3 separate regions of the Sus scrofa genome follow, and regions 1 and 3 are each linked to region 2. The links are chromatin contacts, called in public HiChIP or PLAC-seq maps. All regions are on one chromosome and are shown on one strand. The core of a region is the stretch at or near the end of the contact, and the rest is flanking DNA. Distances in the headings are between cores, read along the strand shown. Region 1 overlaps KLHL31 (kelch-like protein 31). Region 2 has its middle 46 kb from the start of GCLC. Region 3 has its middle 27 kb from the start of KLHL31.

Region 1 (3,286 bases), core at 222-2,721, 160 kb after region 2:
AGTAACCATTACCTGTAATCAATGTCATAAATATTTGAACCAGTTTTTTAACCTATATGATGTGTGGATTTAGCTCTATGATGTAACTCTGAACATCTCTGATTTTAAATTGCTACATAGTCCTTCAATATCATAGATTACATTATTTTAGCTCTTCTCAAAATATTGGGCCTACTCATGGATGTGGATAAAATCTATAGATGGATTTTATCTACTGCCATGTAACATTTACTTTCTTGTGAAATTACTGATGTTGCATTTTTTTTCCATTTTTAAAGTAACAAAATCAGTGTGTGTAATTCAACAATTCAGTTCGTGGAATTACAAATAATTGTATACTGATACAATACAAATAATCGAAATTACAGATGACTATGTATGCTTATGCAAACTTATATCTGCATAGTTTGAGCAGTGATGTAAACCAACTGGTAAACCACTTCTGTAGGGGGAAAAAAAAAGCCCTTATTTGTTGGTGTTTTTTAAGAATTTAATTTGTTTTTATTTAAAGTGTTTTTATTACAGTTGATTTACAACGTCCTGTCAATTTCTAAAAGCCCTTATTTGTGAGGTGCTGATTTCTTTGATACAAATACACTCAACATGATTGGTTTCAAGCTATCAACAACCAGCTCGCTACATTCCTGAAAATGTAAAAAGGTTCTCATGAGCCAGTACAAGTCAGTTCCAGCATACCACTAAGAGAGAACTTATATCAAAACAAGTTTATGCCATATTACTCAGCAATTTACTTTTATCGCTTGAATGTGCTCATGTACATCTTTCTGTATTAGCACACACATAAATTTACCTCATTCTCTCTAACAGCCACATAGATCCCACAGTAGGGATATATAAAATGCATGCAATCATCCTCTTGTTGATGGATATTTAGGGGTTTAGGGGTTTTTAAAGTTTTTGAGGGTGGTGGTGGTGGTGGTGGGTGTGTGTGTGTGTGTGTACATATGTGTGTCTGTTTTAAGCCTCACTGTTGAGTTCATTCTGAGGGGTAAAACTTAGCTTTGATCCCCCTTGAAAGTTTTCAATTTAATTACTGGAATATATGTTGAAAAATTCCATAATTGTGTTTGTTGCTGTTCCTTTCCAAGTGGAAGGAAAGTAGCAAGTAGGTAGAAAGTAGAGAAGGTCTGTCTCTTTGCCAGGGCTTTTGTCTTCCTCATTAAGCTCCAGCTGTCATATTCATATTTATATTTGTTCATAAGACTGCAGCACATTTGTCCTTCCTCATTCTTTCTTGTAAGCAAGGCTACATGCATCCTTACCTTGTGAAATAGATTTTCAACCCACTCCCATTTTAGTCTTCAAATCCCTTTGATTTATGTGGTGAGTGTCCCCTTGCTGGATTTTTCTGGGGAAAATTTTTAAAATTTTGTTTGGCAAGCAGTTATCAGACACCTACTGCTGTGTGGGCAGCACTGTTCTGGGAATGATGGGGCAATACAATGAGTAATTTATGGTTAGAGAGACGAAAACGACACGTGCAGAATGACAACAAGAAAGTAGCTAAGCACAGCATAGTAACTTCAAAAATAAAACAAAACCCAGCATTTTCTACCAGTAGGAGCATAAATGTCCTTTTGGAAGAAGCCTATTTTCCTGGAGGAATCTCTATGGGCAATTTTTTATTCATGTAGACATAAGGATTATAACTACTCATTGTTTTGGATGAAATCCTAAACCTGAGGATTGATCCGAATGCTTCAGACCGAGATGCTAAATGTTTTGTTCATCCATCATGAAGAGATCATTTCATTGGTAGCATATAGGGGTGGATATTTCAATGACTGATAAGATAAGTCCCCTATGGCCTCATGCCCCACCTCTGGAGCTGAGTTCCAGAGGCTCCCCTGGGGTACCTTGTGTAAAACTTCAGTTGCTGGATGGTAGTAAAACACAGGACATCCTGGAAAGAACTGAAGGGGTGGGAGGGATTTGGGTTGGCTGTTTACCAATTCGGTACAGAAGGATCTCAGTATTTAACAACTGGGATACATGATACTGAAACATACTAGGACAAGGTGTAATTCTTTTGAAATCATTTTGATTTTAAGGTTCTTTTTGTTTCTTTTGGTGAAAATGGAAGTTTCTGGAGCAAAGAGAGAATCCAGCCTCAACAACCTAAAGATATATATGCTGAGGCTAAGGAGACAAAGGCCAGCAGGCAATTCTAAACGAAGGAGTAACTGGTGGACTCAAGAGCGATAATATCTGATATCCAGTTTTAAATCTTTTTATACATTGTTGTTCTCATATATCATCCTTCATTGAGGTGTTCTCAAGGATCAGTAATAAAGATTGATCAATTGCTGGCTAGCTCACTCTTCACCTTTAGGAATATCATGTTGTATAGCTGTGAAGACCTCAGTCTCTGAAGAAGACTGCCTGGGTTTAAAAACCAGCCCTTGCCTCCACCACTGGTAAAAAAGCCAAGTAAAGCTTCTTTTTGATAGATGGTCCCTGTAAGCTGGAAGGTAGTGGAGAGAGTGCGGCGAAAAGTAGAGAAAACTACCCGGAGATGCTAAAGAGTGTAATAAAAGGGGCGATGGTTTTGTAGGGGAGTCGAGAGGTGGGGAAAAAGAATAGTATAGGATGAACTCCCCTTTCCCCGCCTTTCTTGGAAAGGGATGGCTTTTTGGCTGAGTAGGCTGCAGGTGGTACTGCACAGGGCAGCTGCACCTCCACTGGAAACTGTTGCTGACTTGAAGAACCGGAGGACAGAGTTTGTGGTGAAGGCATTCACTGGAGAGTGAGATGGGAATTCTGGAAAAGAGAGATCCATGAACAGGAAGCCCGGTGGAAACGTAAACCTTCAGGAATGAATGAAGAGCATTGGGGGTGATAAATATAAAGAACTAGTTTTTCTCTAAAGCTCTTTAAAATACATTTGACTCTTCAAAAATGATAACATTGTCTTAGGGAATTCATAATATATGTAGATGTATGCTATACCATAAAGGATGAGGGGATAGTGGTAAATGAATCTATACAGTTGCTATATTTTCTGTGTTTTACGTGAAGTGATGCAATAGCTTATGTAGCCTGCAAAAATTTAGCTTTGCATGTTGTAATCTCTAGAGTGGTGCTGTCCAATCCAATAGAAATATAATATGAGCCACATAGGTAATTAAAACACTTCCAGTGGCCACATTAAAAAGGTAAAAAGAAACAGATGGAATTAATGTTCATAATATATTTTATTCAACCTAATATATACAAAATATTTCAACACGTAACTGCTATAAAGTTATTAATGTGATACTTTACA
Region 2 (3,173 bases), core at 397-2,896:
CCTATTTCACTTACGTAATAACCACAAGGTCCACCCATGTTGTCAAAAATGGCAAAAGTTCCTTCTTTCTTAATGGTTGAGTAATATATCTATATTTATACCTCACTTTCTTTGTCCATTCCTCCACTGATGGACACTTACGTTGCTTCCATATCTTGGCTATTGTAAATAATGTTACTATGAACATGGAGGTGCAAAAATCTTTTTGAGTTAGTGTTTTCACTTTCTTCTTCCACGTCTTTTCCAGAAGTGGAATTGCTGGATTATATGGTAGCTCTATTTTTAATTTTCTTGAGGATCCTCCAAACTGTTTTCCACAGTGATTGTACCAATTTACATTCCATCAATAGTGCGCAAGAGTTCCCTTTTCTTCACATCCTCACCAACATTTCTTTCTTTTCTTTTTGAGAATAGCCATTCTAATAGGTGTGAGGTGGTATCTTATTGTGGTTTTGATTTGCATTTCCCTGACATTCAGTGATGTCGAGCACCTTTTCATGTAACCTGTTGGTCATCTGTCTTTGAAAGGTGTATATACAGATCCTCTGCTCATTAAGTGGGATTAAACATTTTGTTTGGTAATGGTGTTGTATGAACTCTTTATATATTTTGGATATTAACCCCTTTATCAGATGCATGATTTGAAAATATTTTCTCCCATTCAGCAAGTTGCCTTTTCATTTTTTGAAGGTTTTCTTTTTTACGCAGGATCTGTTGAGTTTGATAGTCCTACTTATTTATTTTTATTGCTTTTGGTGTCAGATTCAAAAAACAATTACCAAGACCTATGGCAAGGTGCTTAACACCTATGTTTTCTCCTAGGAATTTTATGGTTTCAGGTCTTACATTCCAGTCTTTAACCCACCTTGAGTTAATTTCTGTATGATTCTTAGCAGTCTAACTTCATTCTTTTGCCTGTGGTTGTCCAGTTTTCCCAGCACTATTTATTGAAGAGACTGTCCTTTCCCCATTGTATATCCTTAGCTCTTTTGTTATAAATTAAGTGATCAAATATATGAGGGTTTATTTCTGGGCTCTCTATTCTGTTCCATTTTTATGCCAATACCATGCTGCTTTGATTTACCATAGCTTTGCTACGTGGTTTGAAATCAAAGTTGGAGGCACCAAATATTGATCTTAATGCATCTCTCATGCTTAATGTTATGTTTCATTTTATCAGATGTAAAGAATGAAAGGGGCTTTCAAGATTTTCCAGCCCACTTCAGCCTCCACTCACACTCTTCAGACAATCTGTGATTCTTTGGTCCCCTTCCCAGTCAAGGTCGCTCACCAAGTCTCCTCACATCCAGTCTGAACCTCATCAGTTCCTTTCCAACTTACTTTTTCTAAATATCACTTGACATGTATGTTCAGAAGTGTTTATGGGAAAAGTTAAATATTTACACAAAAGCCAAATGGAGGGAGAAGCTGATAGATCTCAGTAGCTTATCTTTAGGGCAGGGCAGGGCAGGGCAGGGCAGGGCAGGGCAGGGGGAAGCCTTAAGCTAAATGGAAAGTTTATTAGCAGCACCTCTAAATCCCTTGGAGTTAAGCAGCCTTTTTGCAGTGCTGAATAGGGCCCCCTATCCCAGCTGAGAGTGTTGACACCCTGTCATCAGAGACACACGTCCTTGACCCTGCCCCATCACCAGCTGCTTGAAGGATACTTCCACATTTCCTCTCTACAAGGTCTCCAAAAGGCCTCCGAGACATGGCCTAACCCTCACCACGTGCTGGGTTTCCACACATCTCTTACTTAATTTTTGTGTAGGTGGTGATTTTAGGAAGAGGTGGCCAAGGCCAGATCCCTGCACTGAGGAACAGAAAGGCTCACAAACAGCCCACATCCAGGTGGGGTGTGAAGCATCCTGGGACCAAGAGGAAACCTCTTGTTAATCTAGATTTGATAGGGTGAGAACTGGATTAAGTAATGGCCAGTTGTGTTCTGAGTGAGGGTCTAGGCTCATCCACAGCTATTGCCACCATGGAAAAAGCCCTTTTGCTTATCTCATCATTTATGGTTCTGTTCCCAAAGCCCTGAACCCGCAGCTGGGTTCAGGCAGTAAAGCTTATGAAAGGTGGTGCTTACTTTCTGTCGGATATATAGACAGGGTGTCATTACCTGGCATTCAGATACATACATTAGAATTAAAGACCAGTGTCATTTGAAACGTAGAATTAATCTGTGTCTAATTGAGGTACAGAAAGTGATCTAAGTCCTTGTTACTCATTGTGACCCACAGACCAGCAGCAGCAGCAGCATTACCTGGGGACTTCTTAGAAATGCAGAAAACTGGAGTCCCCATCCTAGGCCTACTGAGCCAGAAATGTGTATGCAGCTTAGTTTGACAAATCCTGCAATGGACTACTACTCAGCCACAAAAAAGAATGAAATGTCATTTGTAGCAACATGGATGGACCTAGAAATTATTAAACAAGTGAAGCAAGTTAAGGAAAAACAAGTATCTACTACATCACTTAAATGCGGAATCTAAAATATGATACAAAACAGAACCAAGACTCACAAAGAAAACATAGTTACCAAAGGGGAAAGGTGGGGGAGGGATAAATTAGGAGTTTAGGATTAACATATACACATTTCAATCTATAAAATAGATTAAAAAAAACAAGGACCTACCATATAGCTTATGGAACTGTACTCAATATTCTATAATAACCTATATGGGAAAAGAATCTGAAAGATATATGTATACATGTAATTGAATCACTTTGCTGTACACCTGAAACTAACACAATACTGTAAACCAACTAGACTCCAATATAAAAAAAAGAGAACAAAAAGAACAATGAAGTTGGGAGAAGTGGGTGGACCAGATGACCTAGGGGTTGTGGGTAGGAGAAGGATGTTGATATTGGTTGGAAACAGATATCTCTCTGTAAGACCTGGTGATTCAGTCTAAGCGGGCTCACACTGGTTTGCACCTAGCACCCAAGTTATTTGTAATCCACCATGTGACCACTGACTCAGCACTGCAGCAGTTCAGAGTAAAAGAAAAATTCACTTCCAGTGGCTATTTCTTCCCTGCCCATAGCGGGTGACAGCTACTAGGGAGGTGAGACATCTATTTCCATTTACTACAATTCTTCTTCCGAAGATCTGAGGATGGCAGTGAAGAAATCATTTCACGGAATCTGGGCTAATTAAAAAAAAA
Region 3 (3,305 bases), core at 708-3,207, 140 kb after region 2:
GAGATATAACAAAGCAGTGTATTGTCTACACTCTTCTGAATATATGGCTAGTGCTCACATAACTCCTTTTGTCTTGGTCTGTGCCTGTCAGAGGGGAATTCTCTGGAGTCTTTGTTTTCCTGTAGAGCTTTCCTCTCTAATTTGATCTGTGTTTGATGACATGGATATGAAGAACACCCTGCACCTGGCATTAGGATTGCACAGAGGCGCTGCTAAGTCATTCTGACCTGCTCACCTGTTCCCATGGGCCTGCCTGGGTCCAGGTAAGGAAATTTCCCAGGAAGGATTGTACTAGCTAACAGGTGCTGAGGGCTTCCTAGGTGCCAAACACTCCTCTCGGTGCTGACAGCAGATAATGCTGTACATCCTCACGAGCACCCTGTGAGGCAGGTGCCACTGCTCCCCTCACTTGACAGCCCAGGAATATGATTTACAGCAATAATACGTAAAATGTGCTGGCCACAAGGCTGGTGGGGGCTGGAGCTCCGAGGATGCACCCAGGGTGTCTGGCTGCCAAGTCCTACCTTGGATTTCTAACCTGGGAAATACTCCCACCCTGGATCTGAATGTTGTAATGTCCTCCTCATGGAACATTTGTGTTTTTTATCCTTTTTAAACTAATGCAACATTTGGGACTGTGTGCTTGGCCAGTGTTGCAGGATCGTCTTTGCAAAAAGGGGACAAAATTAGATGGCCTCTGGAGTCCAGCTCAAGGGCTCATGATTGGATGATGTTACAGAGGTCTCTCACTCTTGGAATAATGTAGGCCATGTGGGCACCATTTTTAAGAAGTTACATTTTTTCCAACTAAGCACACACCCTCGATACACCATAACATTCTCAAATTTTAATTTTTTTAAATCATGCTATATTATACAATAAAATTAGTGATAGTGACCATTTGTAGGTCTGTTTCCTTACAGTACATATGTGTGTGTGTGTCAGAGACCCAGGAACAGAGAAGGCTGGAGTCTAGTGCCCTTTGGGGGAGCTCCTGCAGGCCTCTAGCTCCCACTGCTGGAGTGGTCAAGAGGGAAGAGAATTAAGGGAAAGGATGGGTCAGAAATGTTTCTAGGGTGGGTTCAATCCCATTGTCTCCAGTACCCCTGTCTATAAAAAAAAAATTAACTCTTTTATCCTAAAATGACTTTCATAGATCATGTAACCTATTTATAGAATGCCTCAACTGAAACATAAAGAAAAAATAAGAGAAGTTCCCTTGTGGCTCAGGGGGTTGACTGGCCGTTGTTGGGACCTATGCTACGGCTGCAGCAAGGGTTCTGCCCTTGGCCCAGGAACTTCCACATGCCACTGTGTGGCCCCCCAGATTTTTTAAAAATATTTTTTTAAATAAAGCGAAAAAATAAAAGGAATGAGAATTAAGTAGTTCGATATTCTCAGGATCAATAAAGTCATAGTGGTGTAGCTCAAATGCTTGCACCCATCCGTGCATCTCTGCAAAGCCACAAGGGCAGAGATGCGCTGATTCAAGAGTGTCTGTGTGACTCACTCACCACCAGCAGCCTTTACCACAGTAGCTGAGCTCTTCCGGTGGTGAAGAAGTTAAGTTACAAGCATAAAAACCTATATTCATCCTCTGATTTTTTTTTTAAAAAAAAGAATGGACAGCAAAGCAACACACAATTTTCCTTCTAATCAAACGGCTTACTGGGATAGTCAGCCTATATCAAAACCAAGCAAAAATATTCTTTGTTAACAGGGAGAGTAGAGTTGAGTCCTGGATCTGGCTGGCACCTTCCTGAATTAGTGCCACAGTTAAGCAGGGTGTGGACTCTTCTTTGAGACATGGGACTGGCCCATGGAGTCCACGATATCTGCCATATCCGCAACCTGCAAGTGTTGGGACAAACCACCACCCCATTGGATTTTCCTGACACTCTCCAGGGCTGTCATGCTCCATCCACCCCCACCTCAGATGAGCACTTCCTCAGTCACAGACACGCTCTCTGCCCTGTCTTCTCGTCTGTCTGCCTCTCCCTCCCCCGTCTCCCTCCTTCCTCTGTCCCTCTGCCGCCCTTTCCTTCATCTTACGTGTCCTCTTACCTTCTCCCAAAGTTGCTTTCCTTTCCTCATCTCCTCCGCCTTCATCAGGAGGTGATGCTTCTTCCAGGAGTAGAGTTGAGGGCTTCTTATCTCTTGTGGATCATAGATCTTTTAAAGGTGGCCTCCTGCGGGCTTCCCAGCCCTGAGCCTCCTGACACTGCTCTCTCTGACTCCGTTTCTCATATTCCTTTTTTTTTAATATTCAAATTTTGATCTGTAATTTCAGCTGTTAAGGCCAGAAAATACTGTCCGAGAAACACAGTGTATATATATATAAGAGCCTTAACCCTTTAATATAGATTTCACATAGACCCTTTTTTACAAAAAAAAGAAATTGAAGTTGATTTACAATGTTGTGTTAGTTTCAGATGTACAGCTCGGTAATTCAGTTACACATGCATACATATATATTTTTTCTTTTTCAGATTCTTTTCCTTTATAGGTTATTTCAGAATATTGAGTATAGTTCCCTGTGCTCTATAGTAGGTCTCTGTTGGTTATCTATTTTGTGTATAGTAGTGTGTAGCTGTTAATCCCAATTTATCCCTTAGCTGTTAATCCTAATTTGTCCCTTCCCCCCGTATAGACTCTTAAGCACGAAACAATGGCTAAAATATATGGCTGATTTATTATAGGACCAGCACTGTGCCATGTGCTTTAATATACATTATTGGTTTTGATTACTACGTTAACTGCTTTTTACAGATAAGGACTGAGACTTTAGGAAATTAAATGATAGGCCAAGGACAGAATGTATGTTCTAAGCAAGGGGCGCTAGAGAAACAGCTCCCATCCTCAGAGAATAGCTCCCTGATGCAGGACAAAAAACTGGCATAGAGGAGTTCCCGTTATGGCGAGGTGGAAACAAATCCAATTAGCATCCATGAAGATGCAGGTTCTACCCTGGCCTTGCTCAGTGGGTTGGGGATCTGGAGTTTGCCATGAGCTGTGGTATAGGTTGCAGACACACCTCGGCTCCCACGTTGCTGTGGCTGTGGTGTAGGTCGCCCCCTAGCTTGGGAATCCATATACCGCAGGTGCAACCCTCAAAAGAAAAAGAAAAAGAAAAAAAAAAAAAAGAAAATCCTGCATAGAAATGGAACTTGACTGTTAGTATTTATTGGATATTGCCTGTGTCATCAGGTGTGCTCCACATGCATTGTGTTATTAATCCCTTCAGTAACCCTGTAACGACCATGCTATTGTTAGCATGGCCACCATAGCCTCCCCCTTACAGGTAA

What was found. HiChIP or PLAC-seq counts read pairs in DNA pulled down with a chosen protein or histone mark.
Region 1: a contact with region 2 is called in an H3K27ac HiChIP or PLAC-seq map of alveolar macrophages. The contact joins two enhancer-like sites. A contact is called at or near these places in 12 of 47 Hi-C or Micro-C datasets (brain, embryonic fibroblasts, epiblast stem cells and 8 more) and 2 of 2 datasets of contacts at active chromatin or transcription factors (alveolar macrophages and skeletal muscle).
Region 3: an H3K27ac HiChIP or PLAC-seq map of alveolar macrophages shows a contact between it and region 2. The contact joins two enhancer-like sites. A contact is called at or near these places in 19 of 47 Hi-C or Micro-C datasets (alveolar macrophages, brain, embryonic fibroblasts and 10 more) and 2 of 2 datasets of contacts at active chromatin or transcription factors (alveolar macrophages and skeletal muscle).

Annotation. Positions count from the first base shown.
Region 1 is chr7:27,093,941-27,097,226 of Sscrofa11.1, reverse strand. The region is part of intron 1 of KLHL31 (kelch-like protein 31); the gene reads right to left. Among named protein-coding and RNA genes, the nearest start is that of KLHL31, 7.2 kb to the right of the region's middle. Within about 2 kb of position 1,471, at least 2 of the 83 cell types and tissues checked have an H3K27ac peak or open chromatin away from gene starts, as enhancers often do. A contact at or near this core is called in alveolar macrophages, where this site is marked.
Region 2 is chr7:27,253,599-27,256,771 of Sscrofa11.1, reverse strand. No RefSeq gene overlaps it. Among named protein-coding and RNA genes, the nearest start is that of GCLC, 46 kb to the right of the region's middle. Within about 2 kb of position 1,646, at least 7 of the 83 cell types and tissues checked have an H3K27ac peak or open chromatin away from gene starts, as enhancers often do. A contact at or near this core is called in alveolar macrophages, where this site is marked.
Region 3 is chr7:27,114,028-27,117,332 of Sscrofa11.1, reverse strand. No RefSeq gene overlaps it. Among named protein-coding and RNA genes, the nearest start is that of KLHL31, 27 kb to the right of the region's middle. Within about 2 kb of position 1,957, at least 19 of the 83 cell types and tissues checked have an H3K27ac peak or open chromatin away from gene starts, as enhancers often do. A contact at or near this core is called in alveolar macrophages, where this site is marked.